Linked DNA regions of Mus musculus: regions 1, 2, 4 and 5 are each linked to region 3. Evidence: chromatin contacts called from public HiChIP or PLAC-seq and promoter capture Hi-C data. All regions are on one chromosome and are shown on one strand. Each heading gives the region's core, a stretch centred on a gene start, on an enhancer-like site or on the middle of the called end of the contact. The rest is flanking DNA. Distances are from core to core; before and after follow the strand shown.

Region 1 (2,841 bases), core at 217-2,716, 160 kb before region 3:
AGAGGGTGTCTGTTTCTCTGGCCTTTGTGTTAGGGAAAAGGAAAGAGCTAAGCTTGGGGAAAGGGAAGCGGAAGCGGCTTGTGGGTGCTCTGTGCATCCAGCCCAGCTGCCCCGTTCCCAGAGCACATACTTTCCGTTTTCCTCGTCGCTCATCCTGAATTCTGGAATCTTCTGGTAGTTAGTTTATCCACTCGCTTCCTTTTTCCGAAGATTGAAATGACGACTGCTTGAAACTATTTTCCTCTGGTTGGGTTTTTCCTTGGTGACCTCACTCAGAGACAGATGTGCCTAATAATAACAACATCAAAAGTTAAGGAGAATAAATCAACCAGCTGGTCTGTTCCCTAGAAGAGATGCTGCAGTTCCTAAATATGGGCTGTCCCCAGAGACATTGAGGGGGCCCAGCTTACCCAACAGGGCTCTCGTCACTGCGGGAGGATGGAGGTCCTGGGACACTTTGTTCACCCTCTGCCATTCTCAGGCTCCAAGGGTTCAGAAGATGCTCCACCCCCACCCTGGGACAAGCAGCCTTCCCAGACAGACAGCAGGTGGACATCTACAAGGACATCCCTCTCCCTAGGTCCTCAAAGGCAGTATGCATTTCAGCCCTGCCTCCGGGAACTGGGCCTGCACCCAGTCTGCAAAGAAGGTCTTTGGGTTGAGATCCTTAGCTTGGAGGATCCTCGGCTCCGGTGTCATTCCTTGGCCTCTGCCATTCTCAGAGTTTCATTCCCCTACCCAGTGAGAAAGAGCTGTGATAGTCTACGAGAATCGAGAATCGGGAACCTTCTGTAAGCGTCGCAGATGAGAAGGGGACTCTTGTGTGCACCAAGTACTCTGTCTCCCTCTGGGTAGTGACACATAGGAGTGTTGCCGCCGTGTTTATTGGTTTCGTTCTCTGATGGTCTTGAGATGCTTGGTGGAGTCTCAACAAACAAAGGTTAAGTCCCTGTAACCAAAGGCAAAAAGTGAAGGAACCACTGAGTGCCCCTGCTCTATTGAGTGGGAAACCCCACTCCCCACTTCCGTGGACATACAGGCTGCCAGGGTGACGGGTTGAGCATGATTCCAGTTCTGTCACCTTGGGGACACTAGCAGAGGTAGAATATGTCCCTGTTTGCAACCTCTGAAAGAGAGAGGCAAGTATGCTATCTCTGGGATGGCCCCGTGGGATCCTCATACCGCAGCGTAGAACGGGCTAAGTAAGAGCCCACTGCCACCACCGGGGGCCCCACGGTGACAGATACAGGAGGACCAGTGATGAGTCAGACTATTTATGAAAGTCACACATCCTCATAGACGTCAGGATGACCCTGGCCTCAAGTTCTGAGGGTGACGAATCTTGCTCGTACTTGGGGGTTCACTGGTGTGCCTTTTTGGCAACCCGTTTCCTGTGCCTCGCCTCCAGCGGTCTGCACGTGAACAGGAGCATGGCCGCTGAACTCTCAAGACCGGGAACAGCCTGTCAGAAGAGGGAAACTGGGTGACTCACGGCCCAGTCGGGAGCTGCAAGTCAGCTTCTGCCAGGACGGGGCTGCAGAAGTGTCTTCAGAAGGCGGAAAGGGTTTCTGGTGCTCAGGAGGTCTGCACTGTGTTACAGAGTGCCCTTAGCCACGAGCAACTCAGCGCTACCTCTCAGAAATATGAATTGCTCCAGTGTGCCTTGCTTGGAAATAATTTTCTAAATATAGCTGTGGGATCCGCCTGTAAGCCCTTCCTCAAAAGTTTCCTTGTTAGAAATTCCTGAGGTGGGAGTTCCCTGCGCTCAGCCCTGTCCCTTCTGTGTGTCCACCTGTGTCCATGGCATTTGCACTAGGAGCCTGGAACTTCTCTGCCTCCGTGGCTCTGAGCGTGAGTGCTACAGAGGCCGTTTCAGAAGCAACTTTCCTTCTGCAAGCTGCTTGTGAAAGGGGGGCAAAGGTGACCTTTGAGCTCCTTCTGCTTTCTGTGGCGAACTTCCTTTCAGATGCCTGGCTTTCTAAAATGTCATCTTCCAGCCAGGAAAAAGCAGTGTGTGTGTGTGTGTGTGTGTGTGTGTGTGTGTGTGTGTGTGTGCGCGCGCGCGCGCGCGCCTTCTGCCTCAGGAACAACAGAGCAGAGGTGCTCACAGTAACCCTCCCCAGGGCGCCCTGGCTTGGGATGGGACTAGAAGGCCTCTGGTGGCCTCTCTGCTAGACTCGTGGATCTGACTATCCTGTGAAGACTCACAGATGCTCAGAAATGGCTCAGGTGATTCTTCTGGCAGAGAATCTGACTGGTCCTCTTTGTCTCTGTCATCCTGGAAAGGTGGGATTCAGGCTGAGGGCCAGGGTGGAGGAAGAGGGTGTCAGGTCCTGCTGTTGACCAAGCTGCCCTTCCTCAGCATCATCTCCTGCAGGCTTGTGCTGTTGGGGCTGAGAGAGCAGACAGAACTTGGAAGAGGTTCAGTGTTTCTGACTGTAGCAAGCCTCGCCCAAGCAAAGTTGGATTTAACTTTGAGAACAACCTGTTGTCATCGTCAGCTGGTGGTGTTGGCCGAGTGGTATTTCCATGTCACAAGGATGGAGAAAACTGAAGCTCAGAGAGGTTTGGTATCCTGCCCAGGACCTTCAGGCAGGACTAACAGGAGCCGAGCTCAAGTTCATCTGGCTATAAAGTCACATGTTACAAATGACAAAGGAGATAGCCTAGCTGAATGATGCAGACCTGGGACTCTCAACAGGCTTTCTCCTTACCATCTCTAGCACCTTCGGCAAATTGTCTAATCTCTGTGTGTCTCAGTGTTCACATCTGTAAAATGGGATCATGAGAGCACCTCCATGACAAGTTAGCATACATTCACTGTACCTATCAAATGCTTAG
Region 2 (2,706 bases), core at 109-2,608, 240 kb before region 3:
TTCTTGCCACTAGGGACCAAAGGAGGGAGTCTAGATAGAGGTGGCTTCTTTGTCTCACGGTAATACTAGAACACACACAGGACAGGCATCTTTATTCAGCCCCATTGAGGGTGAGAGGGAAACCAGATTCAAGCCTTCCAGGGTATGTTAAAAAAAATAAAAAATAAAACAAAAACAAAACAAAACAAAACCAGAAAGGACTTGTCCGATTCCAGGAATTCTTGGCTGGAAGGGCTCTTGGTTTCAAATTTGCTTGAGTCTTTTCCTGACCAAGCTGCAGGTTGCTTTGCTCACTTCAACGGTATTGTTACATAAACAAGTAAGCTGTCTGCTTGCTACAGGCGGTCAGGTTTTCCATCCGAGGTTTGGCTAATCAGGATATATGGGCGGATACAAGCTTAGGATTCTTAAATCTCCTAAACCTCGCAGCTGTGTTCCCTGTTTCCACTAAACGCTAGAGTTTAAGATTTAGGGAATTATGCAAAACAGGCTTGCAGTGCCGGGTGGGGCTTAAGTGTGTGTGTATGGGGGCAGGGAGTGTCCCCCGCCCTCCAGTGTTGCCTGGTGCCCCCCCCCCTTTATTTGAGGGTAGAGTAGAACCCTTGAAAACGCAGGAGTAAATTCACAGGAGACTGAGCAAGTGGTTGAAGACATTGATCGGGCCTCAGCCCCAGGACTATGCTTTTTCTTAAAATAACTTTTTGAGAGTTGAGTGCAAAAATACGCGAACAGCACAGCCTCTGTGTGCGTTTATAGATAACTGCTTAATGCAGAGCTCCTTCACACATCTAGCCTACAAGACACTCAGCAGCTCACAGTCCAACCAGTCTTCCAAAATTCTACCATGGTGCATTAAAACCTAAAACTGTGCAAGGAAATGCCCTGCAATATATGCAATATACCTTGTAAAAAGTTGCCTATTGTAGTACAAGTACACCCTCTGCTTAGGCAGAATATTACCCCTCTTTCGATGCTAGAAAAATCCCCCCCCCAGCAGCTTTGTTTAGCACACTCAAAATTTTATTAAAAACAGTTTTCAAACGTAGCTTCATAAAACTAGACACCAGCAAACCTTGGTCGAGGGATGGAAAATAAATCGTATATCTTTAACCCGCAGAAGTTAAAGTCTTTTTTTTTTTTTTTTTTTTTTTTGTTAGCTAACAATGGAAACTTTTTTTTTAAGTGTTTCCCTCCCTCGGTTTGCCAAGCAATAGAAAAAAAAAAAAAAAAGAAGAAAAGAAAAACTTGTTCCGCTGAGTTCAACCCCAGACAGGCTCACAACTTCCTTCCTGCTTTCCTCCCCCAAGCCCCCGCCTCTCTGCCTCCTCCCTCAACCCCCAACTTTTTTTTTTTTTTTTAAATCTTACATTGAACAAACACTGAAGTAGCAGGGAGCAGACGCTGACAGCGGTAGTGTCTCCAACCAAGCACAGAGCAACGCAGGGTCGGCCTGGCGGTGTCCCCTCCGGGATCGCCTAGTCCCTGCGCCGGTACATTCAGCTTCGTTGCACCCCACTTTTTCCGTCTTCCATAAGTTGTTGCGGAAACCCTTTGGGAGCTTTTTTATTTTTTTAAAAAAACTTTAAGCCACTTGGTCTGTACGAGCCCGGAGTCCCCGGGGCATGTCGCCTGCACGGGACCTGGAAGTCTGAGCAATTGCAGGTAAGCGTGGCGGCTCCTTCCTGGCCCTCGTCTCTGAACCCTCTTTCCGCTCCATCTGTGCTGGGGTTCCTCTGGGTGTTCCGGGGTCCGAGCACAGCACGGAGGTGAGGGCTAGAACGACGGAGAAGGGAGGCTGATTTGGGACGGTAGCGTGGCGTGGCCTTGGGGGCAGAGGAGGCGATTCGACTTTCCCATCGCCTTCCGGGCCGCTGCGCCGCCACCACCTCCCCGGCGCGCTGCGGGCGTCTGGGGCTCGGCTTGCCCGGCGGCTCCCCTGGCGCCAGGCGAGGCTGCCCGGGATGCGCGAGGCCCTGCCCTCGGCCGGCCGCGCTGCTCCGGGGCTTAGCTTGCGGGACCCCGAAGGGCTGCAAATTCTCAGGCCTGCACAATTAGAAGGCCTCCGGGCTGCAACTGTGCAAGCAAGCCCAGAGTTCCTCCGAGGGGTGTGGGTCCCGGAGGGGGCAGCTGGGTCCTCGCTAACAGGATGCGCGCAGGGCTGAGTAGCTGCGGACATGCATCCCCTCTCCCAAACACACACACACACACACACACACACACACACACACACACACTCGCTGCAGGGTCTGAGGGGACAGTAGGGAGCCACCAGGATTGATTCCAGTGCTGGATACTGCAGAGTTTGCTCCCTGGCGCGCACGCGTGCCCACATTCACAAAACACACTTGTTTGGAGACAGACAGACATCAAGGCTAGTGCTGAAAAGTGCCTGGACTGCCCCACCCCCACCCACCCCCGCGCTCTTCCCGGCCTTTCATAGGCCGAGAGGCATAGCCCCAGACCAGGATCAGAAAGAAAACGGTGGGCACACAAGTCCCCTTCCAGGTCTCGGCTCCAGCAGCGGTTTGGGGAAGGCAGGTCCGGGTCAGGTTCCCTGTGACTTGGCCTCTGATGTCCTGAGAGGGTGGAGCAGGGTTGCCTGTCATCCTCGATAGCCGGTGTTTGCTCTGGCCAAGGAAACCTGGCCAGTCTCGAGGAGGGAACCAGCGAGTTGCACCTCCTCCCTCGGCCATCCGCGTGGCTACC
Region 3 (2,789 bases), core at 218-2,717:
ATTAAAGGCCACCACGTCCGGCCTGTTTTTTTTTTTTTTGTTTGTTTGTTTGTTTATTGCAAGGGGGAGAGTATGGAGAGATGGCTCAGAGGTTAAAAGTACTGGTTACTCTTTCAGAGGACTTGGGTTCGAGTCCCAGTTCCTGCATGGCAGCTCACAACCATCTGTAACTTCCTCCAGTCAGGAGATATGAAAACGTCTTCTGGACTCAGCAAACACCAAACACACATGATATATAAATATTTATACAGGCAAAACATGCCTGCAATTCACACATTGTAATTTGGTCTGGGAGATTTTCTGTTTTTTAAGTCTGAGATAGGCTAGCCTGCCTGGTTTAGACCCTCTGCAGCAAAGGAGAATTTGCTGGGGTGGTTACCCACGGGATCAGTTACAAGGCAAAGTGGAAGGACCCCACTCCCTGGACTAGGTTAGGGAACAGCCATGTGTCCTGTCTCTCTCTGCCACGAGAGGGTCTCAACAAGGGAGGGCAGGGTTAGAAAAAGAGCAGCAACAGAGGAAGCACAAAGCAGATACCTAGAGCCAGTTCATACCTGCTCAATCAGGAATGATTCATAGACAAGTAGGCCACAGCTCACCAGCCAGTTTGCTGCCAGACATGCAGTTTACCCACACTTTAGGACACAGGCAAGTGGATCTCTGTGAGTTTGAAGCCGACTTCATCTTCATGGCCAGCCAGGGCTTTATAGTGAGACCCTGCATCACGCTCATATAATTATTAAAAAAAAAAAAAGACCAATAATGTTAAAGATTGTAGTGCTACATTAAATAACAAGATCTAACAGTAGCAAGTTTAACAATACCTATAACTTTAATTGTCGATAACCTAAAATATTTTGGGATCTCCCCAGGAAAATATCTGTTGCCGGAGATGGTGTCACACGCCCTTAATCCCAAGCACTCAGGAGGCAAAGGCACATGGATCCCTGTGAGTTCAAGGCCAGCCTGATCTACAGAACAAGTTTCAGGGCAGCCAGGGCAACACTGAGACACCCTGTCCTGTGTTAGCGCGGAGATGGGGGATGAGAACACACGACATCTGTTGTAACTACTACCAACTGTCACGGGTTCTGCTCATTCTCTTGGAATTTATAGTTATGCATTTAAGTTTACTAAGAATGAAAAATCAGGCTTTAGTTGGTTTTCTGTGTCAGCAATGTGGAGGCTGCAAAGCAGAATACTACACTTAGGGTCAGCAGGGTTCGCTCTAGACATACCTAGAAAAAAATGCAAGTGGGTGAGGTGGAATTATTTGGGCGAACAAAAAGCCTTTCTGGGACAAACCGACAAAAGGGGTGGCGCCTGTCAGATTCCCCGGGTCCCCGCCCTGGCCCCTTCCCAGAGGCAGAGACCAGCGTGCACAGGCGCAGTCGCGCTGGGACCCAACCTCCCAAGGACACGTGCTGAAGCCCCGCCCTATGAGCTGAGGCCCCGCCCTCCGCGCGCGAGCTTGGGGGGGCGGTCCCGCCGCTAGGCATCAGTAATCTATCCTGAGCGGAGGCGGCTCTGCACGCTTGCGGGGGAAACCGACACGTTAGCGGAGCGCACCAGCGGCGGCGTCGGGCTGCCGCTGCAGCACGAGAAGGAGGATGGCGGAGGCCTCGGAGAGGCTTTATCGAGTGGAGTACGCGAAGAGCGGGCGCGCCTCTTGCAAGAAATGCAGCGAGAGTATTCCCAAGGACTCCCTCCGCATGGCCATCATGGTGCAGGTGCGACGGGGCCGGGCCGGAGGCGCAGGGCGACGCGGCCTGGGCGGCTGTGTGGGCTCGGGGCCGCCTCACTCCGCCCTGCGGCTCAGCCGGACCGGGAGAGAAGGGCGGGAAAGACCCGCGGCGCTGCCGCGGAGGTCCTTGAGGCCCATTGGGCCGACCCCTTCCGGGACATTGCGCTTACCCTGCAAGAAAAGCCCGGGAAGTAAGAGCATCTGGCGTAAGTGCCTCTGGCTTTGTAAAGACAAGGGGCCTGCCTCTTCGCTGGGTCTGGATGGTCGCAGAGTTTTTGTTTATTTCACTGCCTTCTCGGCGTCGGGGTGGAGGGTGTGCGCGCGGTCTTTAAAGCTGCTCTGATTTGGGCCTATCTTGTCCCGGAAGATTATTGTCCTCCATGAATACAGAAGATTTTTTTTTCCCCTTAAGCCTATTTTTGATGATCCTTTCAACATCCGCTCACTCTCGGTATTTCTATTTTAGTTATGCAAAGCAGTGCCATTTCTTTACAGTGCATTCGCTTTGGGCCTGATTTCTACTTGGAAATAACATTTTCTCCAAACTTCCCGAGGTCTCGGCGCTTTCTGCAGCTATCTGGTCTCTTCACTGACGCTTCCGAGATGGTCAGGAGGTGGTGGGATGACGGGTCCTGGCGTTCCAGTGGCTCCTGCCTCCTAGGCTTCTGGTTTTGCAGATTCCTTCCCGTCTTTGCTAGTGTGGTTCTCACCTGCCCTGTTCCCACCTCCCCCAAACACTCAGTTACCCAAGCTCACGCTGCTAATGGTCGAGGCAATTGATTTCCCTTGCTGTCCAGCTGCAGTAATGTGTTTTAGAAGAGGCAGGCTAGCCCTCAATGGGGCTTCAGTTCTTAAGGGGGGGAGGGAAGGGGGAAAAGACATTCACCCAGTGGGTACCAAGATACCACACTGCTTCTATTATTTCTCCTTATGGGAAGAACTGAAGCTGTCATCTTGGTGCCCTCGGAGAGACTGCCTAGCTCAGCATTCTTGCTTGACACAGTTCTCATACATTCTATACATATTTATTAAGAAGCAGCTAGGC
Region 4 (2,710 bases), core at 32-2,531, 240 kb after region 3:
TTACAGCCAAAAAAAAAAAAAAGAAAAAGAAAAAAAAGAAAGAAAAAGGTTTCAGCGCCCCCCCCCCGCTCGGTTTGCTGCCCCCCTCTCGCGCCTGGCAGTTGGGTTGCTGTAAATATCTAAAAACATTCTTGAGGTTTGTTTCTTTATAGTTATGTTGACAAAAAGGCGTCTCGAAATGCAAGAACAACAGCCATCGCCAGTGAGCATTCCACAAAGCCCGTCCCCCTCCCGGGCTTCGCTATGGAAGCCGACTGCCCCGCACCCAGGCTTAATTAGCGCTCGACACCGGCCGCCCGGCCCACCCAGCACCACATAAACTTTTGGTTCTGCCTCCCCTGGGTCCCTAGGTTCGGGGTACCGGACCTGCCCGTCTCGGTCCCCGCACCCCGCGCTGGCAACGAGCGACTCGGCTCCCGAAGACTAGCACAAAATGGAAACAATTGGAAACGTATCCGATTCCCTTCCAGAGAGACAAACAGCAAATCGTTCGAAAATACCCCATCCCCTGCCACGTGCCGCTCTCCAAAAATGCAAAAGTTCTTTTTTTTTGTTTTCTGCATTTCATAAGCATCGTTTCTTTTTCTCCAAAAAAGGCAAAAAAATGTTCTTAAAATTTTTTCCTTCCATTTTAAAATGGGGAAGAGAGAAACGGGGGGAAAAAAAATATGGTCGGTGACCAGAGAAGAGAGACAAGATGGTGAAGCTCAGGCACAACTGTGGAGAGGCAGCAAAAAGCGAGTTAGCCCGGGGTGGAAAGCGGCGGCGATTTTACCCCCTTTGCGCCCGAAAAACTGGGGCCTGGGACCCGGAGGCGGCAGTTAAGAGGCTCGCGCGGGACATGGTGAAGGTCTGGGGTCCCGGGAAGGGGCAGCGGGAGGGATTTCACCGAAGAAAGAGGAGCCCGCGGCGCCGGAGGGAGACAGGCTCGACGCCGCGGCGGTGCCACTGCTGGGCTGAGACGGAGAGACCGGGGAGCCGCCGCCGCCACCGCCCGCGGAAGGCAAACTCGCTCCCCATCTCCATTTCTGCGCCAAAAAGTTTGCGGGTCGAGCCCGGGGGGACTGTGGGTGCCTCCGTGGGCCCCTACGAGGCCGACGGCGAGCGGAGCCCGGCTCCGGGAAGGCGGGCAAACGGAGAAACTTACCCCCCTTCTCCTTCGGCTGGAGCTCGGCAAGCGAGAGGCGGCGCTGGCGTTGGAGAGCGGCAGCGGCGCGGCGAAGGCTGCGAACACAATTGAAAGATGGCTGACACCGAGGCTTTCCCCTACACACGCCGCCCCGCCCCGCGCCGCGCTCCAGCCAATCACACACAATGGAGGGAAGGCTCGGCCCCGCCCAGGGCCCCCGCGCGCCCCGCCCCTCCCCTCCCCCCGCGCGCTCGTTCGCTGGCGCGCGCTCGCTCCTCCCCCGCGCGCCGCCCGCCCATTCCTCCCGCCGCCTCTCGCGGTGTGTACAAACACAAAAGACACGCCGAGGGGCCCGCCGAGGGGCCGTCTGCCCTAGTCCGTCCCCGGCCCACACTCCCTCCCCGTCGGACGCAGGCGTTAAGTGAGCCCCCGAAGCCCAGCTTTGGGGTGCACAGCGGGGGGTGTGGGGGCGGGGAGGGCGGCGCGGGCTGCGGACCAGCGCCCGGCCTGCGGGGGGAGGGGCATCGCCCCCGCGCGCGCCCCCGAGGTTCCCGGCCCGTGTGGGGGCGGGGAGAAGGCCGGGACCGTACGGTCGCCGCGCCCCAGTTGAAAACGCGCCCAAGCGGGAAGCTAGCTGGCAAAGTGGAAGCCCCAGTCCCGCGCCCACTTTCGGACCGCGCGGCGCGCCAGGGGCGGGGGACCCGCGGGCCTCTTCCCGCCTTCGCTCCCCGCCGAGCGCGGGCCGGTCCGGAGGCTCGGGCCAAGTCGCCTGAGGACAAGTCGGTCGCAGACTCTAGCCCCGGGAGAGGAGGGGCAGCCTGCGGGGCAGTGCGGAGACTGTCAGCGCGTCGCAGGTGGTGGCACCGGGGCCGAGGGACAGGGCTCGCCCTCTTCCTAGGCCGCGGTTCTTGGTGCAAGATGGCTGTTATTTTGTAAGCCTCTGAGACAATGTGCAACACAGCTGTAGCAGTCTAAGGCAGAGTAGGCCTTTCCACCCCTTCGCTGTTTGGAGGAGCGCTGCAGAAATCTCGTGACATAAGAGTCTAATGTCAGACACAGGAGGCTGAAACGGCAGGTAGAAGGAAAAGCTGTTTCCCGCTTTCCTTCTGCCCAGTAGCTTGGGCAACAGACTGCATAGCTCAAGTTCTCATTAAGTGACCCACAAACATCTGAACCGTCCCCAGGTGGTATTGACCAGGCTACACAACTCTGGGTGAAGGCTTTCGGTAGAAGAGTCACAAAGGTCCCGTAGGGTACTGATGAAGGACAGTAGCATACATGTAATCTGAAGACCTCTCAAAGCAGTCTTATCATGAACATTATCCTGAAACAGATATGTGGAAATCAGATATGAGAGAAGAAATGGATTTGGCCAAGGTCACTGAACTGAGGAACAGACCCTAGAGGGAAAAAAAACAACAACCCAGGCCTCCTGTTTCATTATTATTTAATGAGTGTTAAGTGTTGATGAACACATGCAATCTGCGATACTACCCTAAATGCACATATGCAAAAAACCCTCCACAGAGCTGCCAGTGAAAAATTCCTATAATTTGAGCCAAGAAGCATTTTTTCCCCTCT
Region 5 (2,839 bases), core at 296-2,795, 130 kb after region 3:
TACAAAGTGAGTTCCAGGACAGCCAGGGCTATACAGAGAAACCCTGTCTCGAAAAACCAAAAAAAAAAAAAAAAAAAAAAAGACGGTCTCAGCCTGGTGGTGGTAGCATACCCCTTCAATCCCAGTAGGTATTTTTCCTCCGTGAAGCTCGTTTCTGTGTGTAAATGTCTTTACTATTTCCCCACAAACGTGTTCTGCATAGGAAGCCCAGGGTGACAACTGCTGAAAGTGACAGTTGAAGCCAGGAGATAGTGGCACACCCCCTTAATCCTAGACAAAGGAGGCACATCTTTGATTTCAAGGCCAGCCTGGTCTCCAGAGCAAATTCCCGGACAGCCAGGGCTACCCAGAGAAACCCTGACTGGAGGGGGTAAAAAAGTGACAGTTGAGTAGTCACCCTAAGTCCAGGAAAAAAATAAACACTAAATGTCCACCCTCCTGAGGCAAGCGTCTAAACTGGGTGTTGGGGAACCTACCTGTAATCCAAGCACCCAGGAAGCTGAGGCAGAAGGATTGTGAATTGAAGTCCAGCTTGGACTACGCAGCATGAACTTGTCTCAGTCACACACACACACACACACACACACACACACACACACACACACACACACAGAGAGAGAGAGAGAGAGAGAGAGAGAGAGAGAGAGAGAGAGAGAGCAAGAGAGAGAGAGAGAGGCTTCTCCCTATCATCTCCAAAACTCTGATCTAAATGATCGACCTCAGACAATAAACTCACTTTGCAATATTTTTTCAAAGTGACAAGAAGTTCTTGCTTGTTTTGAAGGTGATCCAACCCTGCTCTGCTACTTAGAATCAAAGCCAGAGGAAGGCTTGTCTCTCTCTCTCTGTCTCTCTGTCTGTCTCTCTGTCTCTGTCTCTCTCTCTCTCCTTACTGGACGCTGGGAAAGAGTGCAATGACTACCTTCCTGCTGGGACCTTTCAATGGGTCCGCAAGCCCCTTAGCTGCCCAGATCAATCACATGGTAACGCGGCCTTAACTGACATCCCAGTTTGCAGTCTAGAACCATGAGGTTCAAAGAGAGTAACTTTTCCCCCACAGAATAAATGGCCCAACAAGCCTGTGACTTCCCAGCACCTCCACTGGAACGCGCAGCTGCGACCGCGACTCACCTGGATCCTGGACTCGGGTAGCAGCGTGAGCGCAGCCAGGCGCTCCCGCAAGTGGATGTCTGGGTACATGGTCTGTCGGAAGACGAGCTCCAGCAACTGCAGCTGCTCCGAGCTGAACGACGTGCGCTTGCGGCGCTGTGGCGCCGACGGGGCGGCCGAGCCTTTGGAGGGTCCGGGCGGATCCAGGCCGGCGGGGGTCTGCGCTGTGGGACTGGAGTCGCGGTTTGGAAAGCACTGCGTGGCTGCTGGGGCGCGAGAGTCGTGGGGCGCCGCGGGCAGCCCAGAGGCTGGGCGCATGGCTGGGAGCAGCTGCCCTCCGGGATGCGCGGCGGGGAAGATGGGGAAAGCGGCGCCTTCTGCGAACTGGAGCTGCTGGGACCCTGCTGCGGCCATGACTCCCGGACGCTTCCCTGTACCCCCGCGCGCCTGCAGTTATAGCGGCCCGGAGCCGGGGAGGGGGCGGCGGCGCCATCAAAGGCGTGGGTGCAGGGAAGCCGCGTCTCGTCTCCTCGGGGTGCGAGCCCGCCCCAGCCCCGCCAGACGCCGCGGGAATAATCGCTTCCGCTGACCCGGGGACGGAATGAGGGAGGCGCGAACTTGAGTCCGGGCCGCTCCGTCCCTTCTCCGCCCATCCGCCAGCCAGTCCAACCACCAATCCACATACCTCGAACCGCTTTGCCCCGGTGGGGTCGCCCCAAGTGCAGGCCGGACTTGGACAGAACCCCCTCTTCTGGGCCAGAAGACCTCTCAAGAGCGCCTGAATCTCTTGGGGGCTTGGTTCGTAGGTCCCCCGCGCTGTGCCTGGCCCGCTGTCCGCCTGTCACCATCAAAGGCGCTATTTACCACCCCTGCTATGTGCTAGACCTTACTCCAGGTTGGTTAAACAGCCTAGCCCTGCCCTCGGCAAACCACCCTGACACATCCTGAATCCAAGGGGGGGTGAAGATAAAGAGATCTCAAAGGGGACAGGCACACATCCTGAACAGTGACGCTGCTCCTGCCTAGAGTATCTGTGACCTGTCAACAAGAATGCTGTAAATTGGACGGGCTGAAGTTGTACGGGGTTAGCGCTCCTAAAGAATCCCAACAGTGCTCAGAACCCGAGAAGTTTCTGCTCCCTCTGATGCCACTCCTTGAAGTTTCTGCTCCCTCTGATGCCATTACTATTTCCTTTGTCCCCTGGGGTTCATTTGAGGTTCCTGGTTTGTTTTATGCGGATTTGTAGTTTAGTTGTGACTTCTATATCTGCTTCCCCTAGTGCACACATGCATTCATTTATTCATATAAGTCTCTCCCCACCTCCTTACCCTCTGGTCCTGAGAATAGGACCCAGTGACTGGAAAATCCTAAGCAAGACCCTCAGGGAACATCTGTTGAGACAGAAGCCAAGTTGCTTCATAGAGAAATCAGAGGCATGCAGCACTATAGCAGAAGGGTGCAGAGGCAGGCAGGGCAAGGAGCACGGCTTGCAAGGCCTCAAAGGGGCTCCCTGCAGAGGAAGGGGTATTCCACAGCCCAGCCCAGGACCTGTTCCTGCAACGTCTTCAATGCTAATGGGAAGTATCATAGGAGAAAGTATATGTGCTGGCCATGAGTGCATCCTGTCTACTAATACGCATGTGAGCCCCCAAAGAAGCCAAAAGAGGGAAGTGGGTTGTAAGCTGCCTGACACAGTGCTGGGAAGTAATGGGTTGTAAGCCACCTGATA

What was found. Promoter capture Hi-C pulls out the DNA fragments that hold promoters and counts their contacts. HiChIP or PLAC-seq counts read pairs in DNA pulled down with a chosen protein or histone mark. Capture Hi-C pulls out chosen DNA fragments and counts their contacts.
Region 1: an H3K27ac HiChIP or PLAC-seq map of microglia shows a contact between it and region 3, with 4 times the contacts expected there. The contact joins the enhancer-like site here to the promoter of Parp1 in region 3. A contact is called at or near these places in 1 of 39 promoter capture datasets (neural stem cells), 4 of 115 datasets of contacts at active chromatin or transcription factors (effector CD8 T cells, embryonic stem cells, extraembryonic endoderm stem cells and 1 more) and 1 of 9 other capture datasets (embryonic stem cells).
Region 2: a promoter capture Hi-C map of neural stem cells shows a contact between it and region 3. The contact joins the promoter of Itpkb here to the promoter of Parp1 in region 3. A contact is called at or near these places in 10 of 39 promoter capture datasets (3T3-L1-derived adipocytes, the HPC-7 cell line, HPC-7-derived erythroid cells and 6 more), 7 of 484 Hi-C or Micro-C datasets (B cells, CD4 T cells and embryonic stem cells), 2 of 115 datasets of contacts at active chromatin or transcription factors (memory CD8 T cells and microglia) and 3 of 9 other capture datasets (adipose tissue, liver and pancreatic islet).
Region 4: a contact with region 3 is called in a promoter capture Hi-C map of neural stem cells. The contact joins the promoter of H3f3a here to the promoter of Parp1 in region 3. A contact is called at or near these places in 11 of 39 promoter capture datasets (the 3T3-L1 cell line, the HPC-7 cell line, cranial neural crest and 7 more), 3 of 484 Hi-C or Micro-C datasets (all in embryonic stem cells), 3 of 115 datasets of contacts at active chromatin or transcription factors (bone marrow-derived macrophages, effector CD8 T cells and memory CD8 T cells) and 2 of 9 other capture datasets (adipose tissue and liver).
Region 5: a promoter capture Hi-C map of pancreatic islet shows a contact between it and region 3. The contact joins the promoter of Mixl1 here to the promoter of Parp1 in region 3. A contact is called at or near these places in 18 of 39 promoter capture datasets (the 3T3-L1 cell line, 3T3-L1-derived adipocytes, HPC-7-derived erythroid cells and 13 more), 8 of 484 Hi-C or Micro-C datasets (the F1.1 cell line, bone marrow-derived macrophages, embryonic stem cells and 3 more), 4 of 115 datasets of contacts at active chromatin or transcription factors (bone marrow-derived macrophages and embryonic stem cells) and 4 of 9 other capture datasets (adipose tissue, liver, macrophages and 1 more).

What each region holds. Positions count from the first base shown.
Region 1 is chr1:180,402,500-180,405,340 of GRCm38.p6, forward strand. The region is part of intron 2 of Itpkb (inositol 1,4,5-trisphosphate 3-kinase B); the gene reads left to right. Gm39712 (a long non-coding RNA gene) reads right to left here. Exons shown (of 5, transcript XR_003948302.1): 1 at 2,486-2,841; 2 at 2,209-2,393; 3 at 1,038-1,462; 4 at 787-949; 5 at 1-288. Among named protein-coding and RNA genes, the nearest start is that of Gm39712, 4.5 kb to the right of the region's middle. Within about 2 kb of position 1,467, at least 216 of the 459 cell types and tissues checked have an H3K27ac peak or open chromatin away from gene starts, as enhancers often do. A contact at or near this core is called in effector CD8 T cells and microglia, where this site is marked.
Region 2 is chr1:180,329,118-180,331,823 of GRCm38.p6, forward strand. Itpkb (inositol 1,4,5-trisphosphate 3-kinase B) reads left to right here and starts at 1,359. Exons shown (of 8, transcript NM_001081175.1): 1 at 1,359-1,662. It also overlaps the pseudogene Gm5069.
Region 3 is chr1:180,567,424-180,570,212 of GRCm38.p6, forward strand. It overlaps Parp1 (poly (ADP-ribose) polymerase family, member 1), which reads left to right and starts at 1,468. Exons shown (of 23, transcript NM_007415.3): 1 at 1,468-1,730. The coding sequence starts at 1,611. It overlaps Gm31986 (a long non-coding RNA gene), which reads right to left and starts at 1,476. Exons shown (of 4, transcript XR_001779573.2): 1 at 555-1,476.
Region 4 is chr1:180,812,324-180,815,033 of GRCm38.p6, forward strand. H3f3a (H3.3 histone A) reads right to left here and starts at 1,282. Exons shown (of 4, transcript NM_008210.5): 1 at 1,148-1,282.
Region 5 is chr1:180,695,489-180,698,327 of GRCm38.p6, forward strand. It overlaps Mixl1 (Mix1 homeobox-like 1 (Xenopus laevis)), which reads right to left and starts at 1,546. Exons shown (of 2, transcript NM_013729.3): 1 at 1,132-1,546. The coding sequence starts at 1,524.